Regions from separate parts of the Mus musculus genome. Here all the other regions are linked to region 2. Evidence: chromatin contacts called from public Hi-C and HiCAR-type data. All regions are on one chromosome and are shown on one strand. Each heading gives the region's core, a stretch centred on a gene start, on an enhancer-like site or on the middle of the called end of the contact. The rest is flanking DNA. Distances are from core to core; before and after follow the strand shown. Region 1 holds the start of Lysmd3 (LysM, putative peptidoglycan-binding, domain containing 3). Region 2 holds the start of Mef2c (myocyte enhancer factor 2C). Region 3 overlaps Gm34196 (a long non-coding RNA gene). Region 4 holds the start of Ccnh (cyclin H). Region 5 has its middle 9.0 kb from the start of Gm24295.

Evidence for each region. Hi-C and Micro-C count contacts between places; a contact is called where the count stands out from the background. HiCAR-type assays count read pairs that join an accessible place to other places.
Region 1: a HiCAR-type map of astrocytes shows a contact between it and region 2, with 4 times the contacts expected there. The contact joins the promoter of Lysmd3 here to the promoter of Mef2c in region 2. A contact is called at or near these places in 3 of 39 promoter capture datasets (cranial neural crest, hippocampal neurons and pre-B cells), 1 of 484 Hi-C or Micro-C datasets (B cells), 3 of 115 datasets of contacts at active chromatin or transcription factors (astrocytes, microglia and stem cell-derived neural progenitor cells) and 1 of 9 other capture datasets (adipose tissue).
Region 3: a Hi-C map of cerebral cortex shows a contact between it and region 2, with 9 times the contacts expected there. The contact joins the enhancer-like site here to the promoter of Mef2c in region 2. A contact is called at or near these places in 1 of 39 promoter capture datasets (hippocampal neurons), 12 of 484 Hi-C or Micro-C datasets (brain, cerebellar granule neurons, cerebellum and 5 more) and 6 of 115 datasets of contacts at active chromatin or transcription factors (PVALB interneurons, SST interneurons, astrocytes and 3 more).
Region 4: a HiCAR-type map of astrocytes shows a contact between it and region 2, with 4 times the contacts expected there. The contact joins the promoter of Ccnh here to the promoter of Mef2c in region 2. A contact is called at or near these places in 1 of 39 promoter capture datasets (hippocampal neurons) and 1 of 115 datasets of contacts at active chromatin or transcription factors (astrocytes).
Region 5: a Hi-C map of adipose-derived mesenchymal stem cells shows a contact between it and region 2, with 5 times the contacts expected there. The contact joins the enhancer-like site here to the promoter of Mef2c in region 2. A contact is called at or near these places in 3 of 484 Hi-C or Micro-C datasets (adipose-derived mesenchymal stem cells, myocytes and neural progenitor cells) and 4 of 115 datasets of contacts at active chromatin or transcription factors (astrocytes, cardiomyocytes, embryonic forebrain and 1 more).

The regions. Positions count from the first base shown.
Region 1 is chr13:81,656,556-81,659,255 of GRCm38.p6, forward strand. It overlaps Lysmd3 (LysM, putative peptidoglycan-binding, domain containing 3), which reads left to right and starts at 1,251. Exons shown (of 3, transcript NM_030257.1): 1 at 1,251-1,381.
Region 2 is chr13:83,523,402-83,526,101 of GRCm38.p6, forward strand. Mef2c (myocyte enhancer factor 2C) reads left to right here and starts at 1,342. Exons shown (of 11, transcript NM_001347575.1): 1 at 1,342-1,679.
Region 3 is chr13:84,757,365-84,760,064 of GRCm38.p6, forward strand. All of the region lies in intron 2 of Gm34196 (a long non-coding RNA gene), which reads right to left. Among named protein-coding and RNA genes, the nearest start is that of Gm34246, 83 kb to the left of the region's middle. Within about 2 kb of position 1,382, at least 36 of the 459 cell types and tissues checked have an H3K27ac peak or open chromatin away from gene starts, as enhancers often do. A contact at or near this core is called in PVALB interneurons, SST interneurons, brain and 8 more, where this site is marked.
Region 4 is chr13:85,188,059-85,190,758 of GRCm38.p6, forward strand. Ccnh (cyclin H) reads left to right here and starts at 1,327. Exons shown (of 9, transcript NM_023243.6): 1 at 1,327-1,594; 2 at 2,696-2,700. The coding sequence starts at 1,478.
Region 5 is chr13:82,058,442-82,061,141 of GRCm38.p6, forward strand. No RefSeq gene overlaps it. Among named protein-coding and RNA genes, the nearest start is that of Gm24295, 9.0 kb to the left of the region's middle. Within about 2 kb of position 1,315, at least 39 of the 459 cell types and tissues checked have an H3K27ac peak or open chromatin away from gene starts, as enhancers often do. A contact at or near this core is called in adipose-derived mesenchymal stem cells and neural progenitor cells, where this site is marked.

The DNA.
Region 1 (2,700 bases), core at 1-2,500, 1.9 Mb before region 2:
CAAAAAGACGGTTGCATTCCATTAACATTCATGAGGCCTGAACAGCCGAGGCCCTACACATCAAGAACGGAATATATCCTTTGTCTCCTGATGAGAAAATGTCTCCGTGATAAATGGTTACAGACAGCGGTGTCACAGGGGCAAGAGCTCAAAGAATAACTTGGGCAAACTTTTTTTTCCCCGGTTGTCTTTGCCTGGAGTTCTTTGTAGCATTGTTCAGCACAGTGCCTTGTCCTTTCAAGTAAAAGGCGCTTATTGCAATGTAAGTAAAATCCCAGTCCTTGCAGAGGCACTTCTCAGAAAACCAACCGACCAAGGAACCAACAGAACAAACAAACAAACAAACAAACAATCAAACAAAAAACCCTTTGGAAATTGGAACAGCGTTCCAAAGGCTTTATAATTACTAAGTATTCGGACTGTAAAGAAAAGTGTGGTACGTCTTTAGGCAATGTTGACCTAAATGGGTAAGCATTTAGTCAAGTGCATTGTCGGTCGTCAGCACAAAACACCAGGTGCACCTTTAAAATGTCATACATCATTCGCATAAATACAAACACTGTATTTACCACTTCGGCAAATTTCTAAAAAAAAAAAAAAAAAAAAAAAAAAAAGTCAGAAGAGAGGTATTTATTTCACTGCCATAGATAGTGCAACACCAATGGCGTCCTGTTAATTTTCAAATCCAAGTAGGTTAGTTACAAGTTGTTGACAACTTTGTCCCATCAAAGTGCAGCTCCAGGGCACTGTGAGCTTAGCTTGGCTAGGTGGCTCACTCTGCTGACCTACAGACCCAAGGCACTCTGCCTGTCTTGTTTGCTGCTCTAGGGCTCGTTCGATATGGTAAAGCACGGCCCAGTGTTTTTGCTTTCTTCTGCCCCACCGAGAAGAAAGTGCCAGATACAGAGCATTAAGAAATGCACAGCGGCTCTCCATTGGCTCTTCCTCAAGCATGCCCTCCGCTCAGTACGTTTCTTAGCCAGGAGGACCCGTTGGGTTTAGATTCACAGACTGCAGGAGTCCAACACGGCCCGGCGGCCCCCGGACGGGCGGGGCTAGAGGCGGGGCTGAAATCAGGCCCCGCCCCGGCCGCATCGGCGCGCCTGCGTGCTGGCGTGGGCCTGCGGTTGGCCGCGGGGTTCTGGGTTCCCCGCCTCCGCCCGCGCCCTCGCACCTCCGCCTACTCTACGCGATGACGCACCGCAGGTTTGCGGACGTGGCGGCGGCTGTCGGTGCGGAAGGCGGGGACGGCGGCGACGGCGGCGACGGTGGCAGAAGCGGACCCAGACACCGGAGAACCTAGAGTCGGTCATGAACGTCTCCGGGGCCGCGGCTGTGGTGGAGGACATAACCGTGTCGCCGCGCCCCTGCTAGAGGACAGGTGACGGTGGCTGTGGGGCGGGGCGGGGCAGGACGTCGATCGGGGGGTCACCGTGGGGCGCTGTCCCCGGTTCGGGAAGGACTCTTACCTCCCGGTTTTGGGCAGCCCTTTCCGGGCCATTCTGCCTGTCCCCTTAGCATCTGCTCCGAAGCGTCCCAGTCTGACGCGGCGACTTAGAAATCAGAGATGTAATCTTTGCGGGGGACGTCCGGAGGAAAGGGAAAAATAAAAATAAAAGCGAGTGGAATGGAAGAGGGAGGAAGTTTGCAGTTGTTGCTTAGGTTTAAAATTGGCCCTGGAGAATAGGATCGGGGTGATTCTGTCCTAAGTGCTGAACTGGCTTGTGCCCTGTGAGTCTTCTCTTGCTCCCTGCCGAAGGTCAAGACCAAATATTAATATGCAGCAATTAATATGTAGTACCTAGGGATTTGAGAGGTCGCTTTCCGGTCTAGACCGGGTGGATGAAAACATGCTCACGATACCCATTGATGATCACTTTCAGGACGTTTGTCAGCAGTGCAGTATGCAACATGTTCTAGTTTTCTGAAGCCATAGATTCCATAGATAATTCAGAGAGGTAAAGAGAATTGAGGCTGATGGCTTTGATTCCGTGTACTTTCTAATCTTTAGTAGATTGACATGTCATTACCTTACTGGGCCAAAGTGCAGCTTGGCACTTGGATTACAGATGAACAGTCAGACCGTAGTGTCCAGATTGTTTATTTTGCTTTCCTGTCATTTTAGAGGAATAGAGACAGATGCGCGAAGACGGGAGTCTTTTGATTCCTGATTAAGACATGGTGAGGGAAAGACTGATAGAAGAACACATTGTTTCAAATGGCTTCTGGGTATTAGTCAGTAATTTCAGAGAGCTGTACTAAGAATGGGAGGGAGAGCGCTTTAGAGGGATAGCATACCTAAGGCAACGTAACCACCCATATGCATTGCTTTAGATCTAATCTTTTCTGCTTTTGATGGATGCTTTTGAGGATCTGAAACAGATACTTCCTGAGGTAGTACATGTATGTATGTATGCAACTTGCTACTGGTTCCACAAAACTGACAGACATCCTCTACATCTAAGATGTGGGCTTTTTATTTTGTTTTTAGAAAAGACCTAGATAAGGGAGTGCAAGCGTCCTTGTAGAAACAGGTGTGCTCCTTACTTTAAACTGAGATGTGAAACGTGGCTCTCATTTAGCTTGGATCTGTCAAATTTGGAGTGGTTTTTGGCAATAGTTTAGCCCCTGTGGGAGCAGCTGAAGCAAGCTACTAATATAGCTGTTAATAAATTATCTAAATAGAGACTTTTCAACTTT
Region 2 (2,700 bases), core at 92-2,591:
TTTGGTTTACTTGCTAATGACCTGGATAAAGTCCAGTAAGGTGTGGAGGGAAGGAGGGGGCATTCTCCGAGGAAGCTGTCCTCTCAGTAAATTTGTCCAGATTGATTCGAAAGTTAATGGCCCGGGGATAAAGTCGAGATTTCAAAAACTTGTAATTAATTTATTACTAACATTGGAGGATCCTTTCGGCTCACTTTCTAGCCTAGCCCTCCTGACTCTCAAGGCCAAAAGCTTTATACATTCTGGGCGGGCAGGAAGCGCACGCTGGGATCGAGGCTTGCAGACATCCTGGATCGTGGCTTTTACGCGTGAGTAACGGAGGCGCGCGCGGACCGGAGCAAGGATGAAGTGGCTACTGAGAATCTAAAGGGGGCGGGGGGGGGGGGAGTCACTAGAGCAGCTCTTAGGGTCGCGCTCCTATTGGTCAGAAGGAAGATCTCGACTTCAGAAGGACTTTCCTGCTAGCTGGCTTGCAGCCTCCCCGGGGGAGCGAGCGCGCAGGAGCCTAGCGTCCTCTGTAGCGGCGGGGAGAGAGGCAGGGAGCCGCCGCTCCCCGTGTTGTCTTCCCTTTCATGCAATAAAGAATTGTCATTAGGTTTGCGTATGGCATGTGCCATTACCCCACCGTAAAACTAAAATTAGCAAAATGTCAGGAATGGAAAGATTGATTCACCAAGATGCAATTATCATTTAAAAGTGCTTGATTGAGGTACTGATGTTCAGTGATTTATTCTGCATACCATATACATAATTAAAGTAGTGTAGTGGAGTAATTTATCAATCTAGTTGAGACTGGAGGGGTGAGGAGGGAGCTGCAGTATGTTTGTTTTATTAAAATGTTGCGAGGTTCTAGTCCCGCCCCCCTTTTGCAAGAGTGAAACTGATGATTTCCCCAGCTCGGGAGGAGAGGCAACGGTTTGGGCTGGTTGGGATAGAGAAACGGAAAGGAAAAGGCAGCGCCAGGCAAAGGCAAGAATAAAATGAATTGGGGGACAGGGGTAGCACCGGAGCGTACGTGCTGCTTAGAACCCCAGCCCCGTGTGCTCCGTCTTGCTTGCCGCCCCCGCGTCCCCTCCCAGTATCCTTACATTCCCCCCACCCCCCGCTCTTTTACACGACCTATCTAAGGCTATGAGCTGCTCTCCTTTTCCCATTCGTCTCCAGTCACTTCCTTCCTGGACACAGTTTTCTGGACGAGTCTGGTTACTTTTAATCCCACCGGCCACAGACAACCACTTTCTCCTCCTCTTCCACCTCCTCCTTCGCTTCCTCCACCTTCCTCCTCCTCCTCTTTCTCCTCCTCCTCTCTCTCCTCCTCCTCTTTCTCCTCCTCCTCTTCCAGCGGCTTCGGTGCGCGCGCGAATGCGCAAGCCCGCGCGCGCCTCCCCCTTGCCCCCCTCTCGCGCGCGCACACACGCACACTTCGTCTCCAGCTCTCTGCTCGCTCGCCTCGCAGTCACAGACACTTGAGCACACGCGTACACCCAGACATCTTCGGGCTGCTATTGGATTGACTTTGAAGGTTCTGTGTGGGTCGCCGTGCCTGCAGCTTTGAATCAAGTGGAGAAGCACTTCAAGGCTGGACAAAGTAAAGATTATTGTTATTTTTTTTCTTTCTCTTCCTCTCTTTTAAGAAAGGAAAATATTCCAAGGACTAATTTGGTCGTGTCTTCCTTCATGTAAGTACCTCTGACATTTTTCCAAAAGAATAGAAATAGCTTGTGTATTGTCTCTGAAATCTGCACCAATCTCTTCCAGGCACTGGGTCTATCTATCCAACTCCTTTCTGGAAGGCTTAAGTTAAGGCTTGTTGTGCATTCTTTTCTTTAGACTCTACGATTTCCTTGTGTGTGTCTGAAAGTAACTTTTTAGATAGTAGTATCCGTTTGCCATCTGCTATTGAATTCACATCTGACTCTTCCTGTCACATCAGTTTGTTTAAAGTTTCAAGAAGTTAGTTCCTGTCATTAGCATGTTTGATAGGGTGGAGAACGTGGATACTAGTGTATTTTAGGATTTCACAGACTGTTCTGTGACCTTGAAGTCGCTGTCTTAAAATTTAGCTCTTAGTTCACTGTGGAAAGATGTTCCTATGAGTTACCCCAAAGACTGGTTTTCCCTGGGTTTGGATTCTGAGCCACTAGTCCTTGGGATGACTTTAAGCTAAAGCAGGGCTGTCTGCCAGAGGCCACCTTTTGTGCATCCTCTTCCCTCATCAAAGTGCAGGCTTGAAAGAGTTTAATTGGTGGGGACCAGAAGCAGTTGCCCTGGCCATGGTAGTCTGTGCATTGCACAGTTCATGTTTGCATTTCAGCATGTGCACTGTTGTTTAGATCAAGGGAAATATTAAGCTATTTAAAAACAAACAAAACTAAGTCACTTAGCCTGCCTTCTGTTTGGACTTTGGATGAAAGTTACTAAACTAAGTGACAAAGTTGGCCGTAAAGGAAGTCTATAGAGACGGAGCACATTGCTTATTGTATTATTGTGTATTATGCAAGTGTTTGAGTGCAATGCTAATGTGACTTCCTTTCCAGAGCAAGGCTACCAATTCTTAAGGAAATTGTTATGTCTGAGCCATTTTGTACTGTTCTAGATGCTATGGTTATGAACCTTTTCCCTCACATTTTTGAAATGGATGTGATGTGTTCTGTATAAAACATTCAGGATGTAAATGCTGACAGTGTATGTAGAATCAGG
Region 3 (2,700 bases), core at 132-2,631, 1.2 Mb after region 2:
AGAGAGCATACTGCACACAACATTGCCTGTGCAGAAAGTTTTACCACCATGGGACCCCTTGATTCCCCTCATATTTACATTTTAAAGAGCTATGATTATATCATTGGATCTTTGTTTTACTAAATATTTTATATAGATGTCTTCTTAGAATCTGTAGTTTTGATAAATTTATAAAAATCAAAGCTAAGAAAATATGTCCAACAAATTATCTTATTCTCAGATACTATACACGGGATAAAAAGCTTTACAAAGGTGGATACTGAAAACAGCCCCCCCAAACTTCAGATCTGTGAGATTTTAAACTGACATGATTTCATATCTATCAAAATTGTAAAGCCATTAGAAGTAAAATTAAATGTGTAGGTTATATAGTAGTATCAGTAGTACATGAAATAAATTATGCACTTCAGTTTGTCAATGCGCAGTATCATTTTTGATCCCATGTAAATCTGCTATGAGACGTTTAAAGGAATATCAAAAATATACCCCAACCACAACAGATTTGTCATTCATGCGCTGTTGAGCATGGAGGCCTAATTTACCCTTTTGCCATTATTTTAAATTAAGGCACTTATCCAAAGATCAAAACATCGTCTACAATGGACATTTTGTGAAGGCAGATAGTGATAACATCTGAAGGGATATGGTAATTGTTCCTGTTGTGGACGAACAGGGAGAGATATTTGATATGTATCTTGGGAAACAGGAAATGTTCCACATATAAAACTACAACTGCAAGTGTGGAGGGAAAGACGAAAGCGGCCCAGTGACCAGGCAAAAACTTTAAACGTATTTGCGAAGCAAGAACAAAGACATGCGTTGCCTGGCTGGTAGAAAGTGTTAAAGGGGATTGTCTCCTTTGCCACGGCTGTTTGAAATCCAGCATTTCATATTAGTCCTTAATGACAGACCCTAACAGCATAAGTGAAGAAAAACCAAGAGAAATTTTGATGAAAAAAAAAAAAAATCAAGAAAAAGAAATATGACTGCAAATGTGCAAACTTTGTCTGCAGTTGTTGCAGGCACAGTGGTGAAGGGACTGCTCTGTCCACCTATTAAGGTAGACCGCATAACAAATAGCACACTATCCCCCAAAGGGAAGAGAGTAAAGTTCTCAGGAAACCCCAGCAAACACTGACATGATTTTTATTATTCCAAATTTAATCCGACATTTTCTAAGTGTGTGTGGAAGGAGGACAGAATACTCCCTTTGTGTCCTGGAAAGTGTCATGCGACACAAAAAGATCTTTCTCAAAGAAAAGGCATCTTACATGATTAACACTGAGCTCCCAGCTTGAAAAGAATAAACCCCCAATGTCGCGCAGTGCAGGACGGCTGAGCAGGTCCAATACAGTGCTTTCATGCCATCTAGTGGTCATCTGAGAAGTCTCCCCGAGACCCGGGGATCTCAAGCAACTGGTAAAGAGGAGTAGCCATCCTCACCACCTCCACCACCACCATCACCACCATCACAACCATCACCACCATCACCACCATCACCACCATCACCACCCAAAAAAGAAAGAAAAGTAAAGAAACACGAGGTTGAAAAAACATATAAATAATTTAGGACACAAAAAAAATCTCATCAGCTTCAATAACCTGGCTAAATTTTTGATACCGTTTTAATTTGAGTGGAATTTGTTTCTTCTGGTCCTCTCTTTTCCTCCTTTTTTCTTTCCTCAATTCTTTTTCAAGTTTCCTTTTGTTTTCAGTCTACTTTCCGTTAGATTACACTTAGAAAAGAAACACAGATGCATGTTTTAATCATTAGTTTCTGAAAGAATTAAAACGTCACTTGCTTTCATACCTTGGTTTGGGTATTTTGAGACTTTTCTTTTAAATAAACCATCTCCCCACCACTCATATAAAATGTCAAGAAGCAAGACGGTACATAACTGAATTCCTCGGTAATAACTACATTCCTCCTTCTTGGAAAGGCACAGTACCTAAAATGTTCTCGACTTCTCTTCTGATGTCGGCCGCCCTATAAGCAGTCCTCAGAGTATTGAACTTTGAATTTTTTGAAAGCTAAAGTATTTTTCCCATTTTGCAAAATAGTTTTAAAATGTCATTATATGCATCTATGTCCAGGTGTGCTCTTTATACTTTGCCTAATAAATCATTTTCAAATACTGTAGCACAATTGGTTTCCTTTTCTAGTTGAGATTTATTTCTAAAGCTTAGGAATTCTTTTATTTCTCATTGATTCATACATTTTTATATTAGTTTTATTGTTTCTAAGGATTTGCCTTTTAAGGACACAAAAAGCTGATTTCTAATTGTGTAAAATAAATCTTTGATTTCAGTCAGCAACTAGTGTTTTTATCCGGGAAAGCCTCAGCCTTTTCTTTCTTTCTCTCTTTCTTTCTTTCTTTCTTTCTTTCTTTCTTTCTTTCTTTCTTTCTTTCTTTCTTTCTCTCTCTCTCTCTCTCTATCTCTCTCTTTCTTTTTCATAAAACAGTATATTTCGAAGGCTTCATGACATAAGAACAATACAGATTTTATAGTGGTTAGAGATCAGTAAGAAATACAAAGTGGAGTGGTGCTCAAATGCTGGTCCAGGCTTTAAATTAAAACAGATATTTATTTAAAAGAATTTAATAAACTAACAAAGTACTTGCAAATATTTCAAGTAATATTGCAGCAGAAAATAATTTTGTTGCTTATTTTTCCTCACTTTTGTCTTGCAAACGTGGG
Region 4 (2,700 bases), core at 77-2,576, 1.7 Mb after region 2:
TTCCAGAGGCAGATGCTTGCAGCCAACCACTGGACTTAGCTCAGGGGTCCCCTGTGGAGGAGTTGGAGAAAGGACTGAAGGAGCTGATGGGGGGTTGCAGCCCCATGGAGGGAGCAAGTGTCAACAGGCCAGACCTCCTGGAGCTCCTGGGGACTGGACCACCAACTAAAGAGTACACATTGATTGACCCACGGTGCTGGCCTCATATGTGGCAGAGGACGGTCTTGCAGGTAACTTTAGTGAAGTACATAAAACCTTTCTTTGAAGACCAAGAGGCAATAAATGCTCTGTAAAGCCAGATCTTTGATTACAACTCTTGGATTACAAGTTATATTGGTGCTCAAAAAACTTAGTCTGTCTACAAATAGTACATAGCACAGTTTAAGAACTGCTGTACAAAGACATTTGTGTTTATTTTTTTAAAAAGCACTGAAAAATTTCCAGTTAATAATTTATGTCTTGGTGGTGTCCAATGAAACAGTAGTATCTTTGTCATTGAGCTGTTAATTTACTTGTTCCTTTTCTAGGAAGACTAGAATGCATTTTGTTTGAATAATCTCCAATTAGATGCAGCAAAATGTGGCCTAAAGATTATGTAAAGAGGGCATTGATGCATGGCTGTGTTTCCAGAATTTGAGAGGCTTAGGCAGGAGGATCATAAATTTGAAACCACCATGAACTAAATATGGATTTCTAGTATATAATGAGACAATAAGGAGCTGAGAAAGGCAGGAAAAATGAGAGGAAACTCTACTGCACAAATTATGGCAGTGGGGGGATTGCTTTGTGCTCTCCCTGTTGGTATCAGGACCTCTGAAACTCGTGACATCATGTAGGCGAGACCCACAGACCTGTTGCCAAGACAATAGCCACCATATTCCCAGAATCCATTGTGCTCACCTCCCACTTTTACCTATAACCACGTCACCATCCATATATATACATACATACATATATATGTGTGTGTGTGTGTGTATGTGTGGTTAAGAGCACTGACTGTGTCATCCATATGAACTGGGTTCAATTCCCAGCACCCACAGGGCAGTTCATAACTGTCTGAAACTCCCATTCCAAGGGATCTGAAGCTGTCACACAGATATACATTCAGGCAAAACACCAATGGGCATAAAATAAAAATAAAAAATAAAGAAATGAAGGCTTATGGTTCTTTGTGCCCAGGCGTCCTCTGGAACCTGGATCCCTGCGGCCACGCCCACTTTCTGACCCTCCTGGGTCACGCCCTTCAGACTCCTCCCCAAAGCCTGGGAGCCCCGAGGCTCCGCCCTCCCTCGTTGCGGAACACCTCCCACCGGCTCCGGAAACTCCAGAGCAGACGCTGGCACGTGACCGGGACGTCACGCACGCGTCCGCGGTCTGGGCGGGGGCGGGGGTTCGCGCGTTGGCCGTCGCTCGTGGTCGCTGTCTCTCGGAGTGTCGCTGTTTTTGTCGCGGCCCTGCGGCCCGTGAGGGCTACAGCATGTATCACAGCAGCAGCCAGAAACGGCACTGGACCTTCGCTAGCGAGGAGCAGCTGGCGCGCCTGCGGGCGGACGCCAACCGCAAATTCAAGTGCAAAGCTGTGGCTAACGGGAAGGTGAGGTCCCCGCGAGCCAGCCCCTGTGCCCACCCTAAACCTGGGACCTCTCCTGAAGTCCCGCTTTGCCTGCAGGCTGGAAGCCTGTAGAGCGCTCGCCTGGCTGTGTCAGTGCAGACAGGGACTGACGCGACAGCCAAGTCCGGGGCTGGCGGTGGCAGAGGTCTGAGTGACATCCTGGGGACTGGCAAGAGCCTTGGAAGAGTGCGGACTTAGTGCGGGACTCGAACTGGTCACTTGTCCTGCAGGATGTCACGACAAATCATTCTCTGTAGATGGCAGGAGGGAGGGCACACACATAGGCTGGTGTCTAGTGGAAAGTCAGACTGGCAGGCAAGTGCCTGGAGTGCTGGTGGTCACTCATGGATGAAGCTGTACCTCTGCAGCAGTGGTTGAAGAACGTGCACAAGCAACTTTGTAAGCGGAAGTGTAAGGCGGTTGAAATTCTTGCCAAAACTGAAAGGAACTTTTCAAAGACTTGAAATGGGGGGATGATGGCTTGTTGGATCTGCTTTCCAGAAACAACCTTCACACAGAAGGTTGTACAAGGAAAGAAAATAGTTGACACAAGTAATGCGTGTTCTATGGGCCTCTATCCAGGTCTTCCTACAACTCTCCCATTCATTTCTGTGTACGGCCCTGGATAACTTTATAGTAGCTTCTACAAATTTCAGGCAAATAAAATTTGTACCAACAAAACAGGTAGACAATGAACTGAGTTATTTTAATTTTGGTGACATATGGATTTACTGCAAAAGCTACTTTGGGAGAGTTCCAACCCATGAAAATATGTATTTTTTTTTTAATTTACAAATAATGGTATCAAACCTGGGAGTGAATTGACACATACTCTGTCATGACTGTTTAAAAATGTCCAGCTGACAGTTTGAGAACTTGTAAAATGAAAGCCTAGATTCAGTTTATTGATTTTTGCTTATTCTTCTCCTAGATATTTTGCTTGATGCTTAGTAAACTTAACAAAGAGAGAAAGCTTCAGGTCTATTTTTTGTTGGTGGTATAAGTCCAATTTAAGCAGGACAGATAAGACGGTCTTACAATGAATTCACTGACCTTACATTGAAATGTCTGCTCTGTCTAAAGGTTCT
Region 5 (2,700 bases), core at 65-2,564, 1.5 Mb before region 2:
GGGGCAGTAAATTGCACTGTTTTAAAACAGGAAATCTGAGTTAAAAGCTGTGTAAAGCCATTATACTGTAGCCAGCACTCCAGGCTCTTCTAATTAGGTCATTTGGAAAGAGATGACCTTTTCGTTTCTGTGCCTCTTTGCTGGGACACATGTTTCTAATTATCATTTGTATTTTGCTTTGCTGAAGTTGTTGACAAGCTGAGTGCTTGTGTGTGTTGCTGCACTTGTGTGTTTGCATGCACACAGTTTGTGAGATCAGTGGTATTTTTGGGTTCTACTATTCTACATAAGGAAGATGAAAACAATGTGTACAGTAATGTTACTATCAGAGTGGCCAAAAGCCATATGTGCTTGAGTGAAGAAAACTCTGAGGGGGCATATCTCATGTCCCTGGTGTTTTAAGAAAAGTTCATACTAACTTTGTTTGAAGTTACTCTACTTATTCTGTTTGAAGCTGGCATGGAGGGAGAAATGAATTTTACTCTACATTATTACTAAAAAAAAATAGCTGCTGGTCATGTTTGAAACTCTGTCTATGATCCAAACCACAATTCTCCCAATGGTATTTTGAGGCTCAGTTGTCCTCCCACGTGCTGCTTTTGCAATGCGAGCAAATGCACACAAGTAGTTTCTCAGTGACCGCTACTTGCAAATTAACTAAAGCAATAAGGTCCAGCCCTACTATCTGGGGTTTGAAAATATCTTCTGTATTTTAGAGGACTGTTGCCCAACCAGTAAAACTACCCCCACAGTTGGTTCCCCAGCTGACATCCCTTTCTTTTGTGGGGAAAGTTTCTGAAAGTATCAGGTCTTCTTCTGAGACCATAAAGCCATAAAGCTGTCAAGCATCTGAGAAGGTTTCTTGCTTAGTCTGCCTCTGGCTATTTCATAGCTTAAACTCTCCTGGAATCTAATGGTCCACTTTTAAGAATCTTCCACCAGGGAGAGTTGACAAGGAAGGATGATAGTATCTAAATGTTTAATATATAAATTAGTCTGGCAGTTTGAAGAAAATGTATGGAAGATGACTTGAAGTTTATTATAAAATTGCTAATAATTTATTCAACTCAATTTTCCCTTAGACATTCTTTGGTGGGTAATGATGGCTCTCTAACAAAGTAGTTCTAAGTCTGGAAAAGGACTGGCAGTCATTACATGACAGAGGCTGGCGACAGGCCAAAGTACCCCGAGGCAGAGTTCTCGGCAGTGAAGCTTGGAACAGTGCCAGGGGAAGCTATCACCCGGGTGAAGTGCTTCTTGATTTGGTCAGTGTCTGAAGCTGCCTGTTTTCTTCTGTTGTTGAGGTCATCTTTCTCTGTATTCCTATTCTCAGTTGGCAGCTGTTTCATTGAGATGTTAACCAGTCAGGAGAGGTTCAAGTGTGACTGACAAAAAAAGGAGGCCATGTGAAGAGATCTTAGGGATGAGCCTGAGTCTAGCAAACGTGTCTCTTGTCAATTAAATAGCTTCACACAAACCTATTAGGAGGGGGTAAACGAACATACATGGCAGACCTTTAAATGTAAAACGGGACTGGAATAGAGCAAATTGTGAGCTACTGTGTTCTGAAATCTGTCCTTCTGCTTGCTATAGGGCAGAGAGGGTGTCAGGATACCAAGGAAGGCTTGCTCCTTCCTGAGAGTGACCCACTCATACTCTGAGAGGATGGGTTTAGAAACTTCCCCACTGTCTTGCACGACCTTCCTCTGACTATGAGGTCTTCTAGATGCTTCTTTCAGTCCCCTTTCCCTCTGCTTAACTAACTTTGTGTCCATAGAGTTCTGACCCCTCTTCTTGAATCCCTTGGCCGTCTCACTTTTATCTACATGGTCTCTGGTGAAATTTCTGACTACAGAACCCGCAACTTCCTAAACTCAGCAAACATGAGGCTGTACTTTATAAAACTTTGGAGGATTGAAAGTATTATAAGAGAATAGTTTGAAGAAAGCAAACTTCAACCTGATAAGAGTCCCACCAACCTTGACACCATCTGTGATGCTTATTGCAGAGAACCTAATTTTATCTGTTGCTACTTAGCTCCTTGCCCACTGAGACATTTCTGGGTATCATCTTCAGAAAGGAATTTCTTCCAATCAGTCCTTCGAAATCTAGGCCACTTCTTGCTGCCCTCCTTCTTAACATTTTTCTTTTTCTTTTTCCTTTTCTCTTTCTTCCTCTTCTCTTCTCTCCTCTCCTCTCCTCTCCTCTCCTCTCCTCTCCTCTCCTCTCCTCTCCTCTCCTCCCTCCCCTCCCCTCTCCTCCCCTCCCCTCCTCTCCATTCCTTTACTTTCCTTTTACTTTCCTTTTACTTTTCTTTCTGTTTTCTTTTGAGACAGAGTCTCACTACGCAGCTCTGGCTATTCTGGAATTTGCTCTATAGATCAAGCTGGATTTGAACTCACAGAGATGATATTTGCCTATTGCTGCCTCCCAGGTTGTGGGATTAAATGCATGTCCAGTTTCCTTTCTAATTTCTCACACCACTAAATAAATTGAATATAAAGTTAACATTCTAGTTTCTACAGAGATGCTGTTGTATGGAAATTGTCATTTGATCTTGAATTGAGAATTACTTATTTAGGAATAAGGTTATGGCTTTCATTAATAAGCTCCCCTACCACAAATCAGTAAAGTGACTATTGGCAAATAAGAAGCAACCCTAAAATTATATACTCCATTTACTTTTAGAACAGTTTTTTC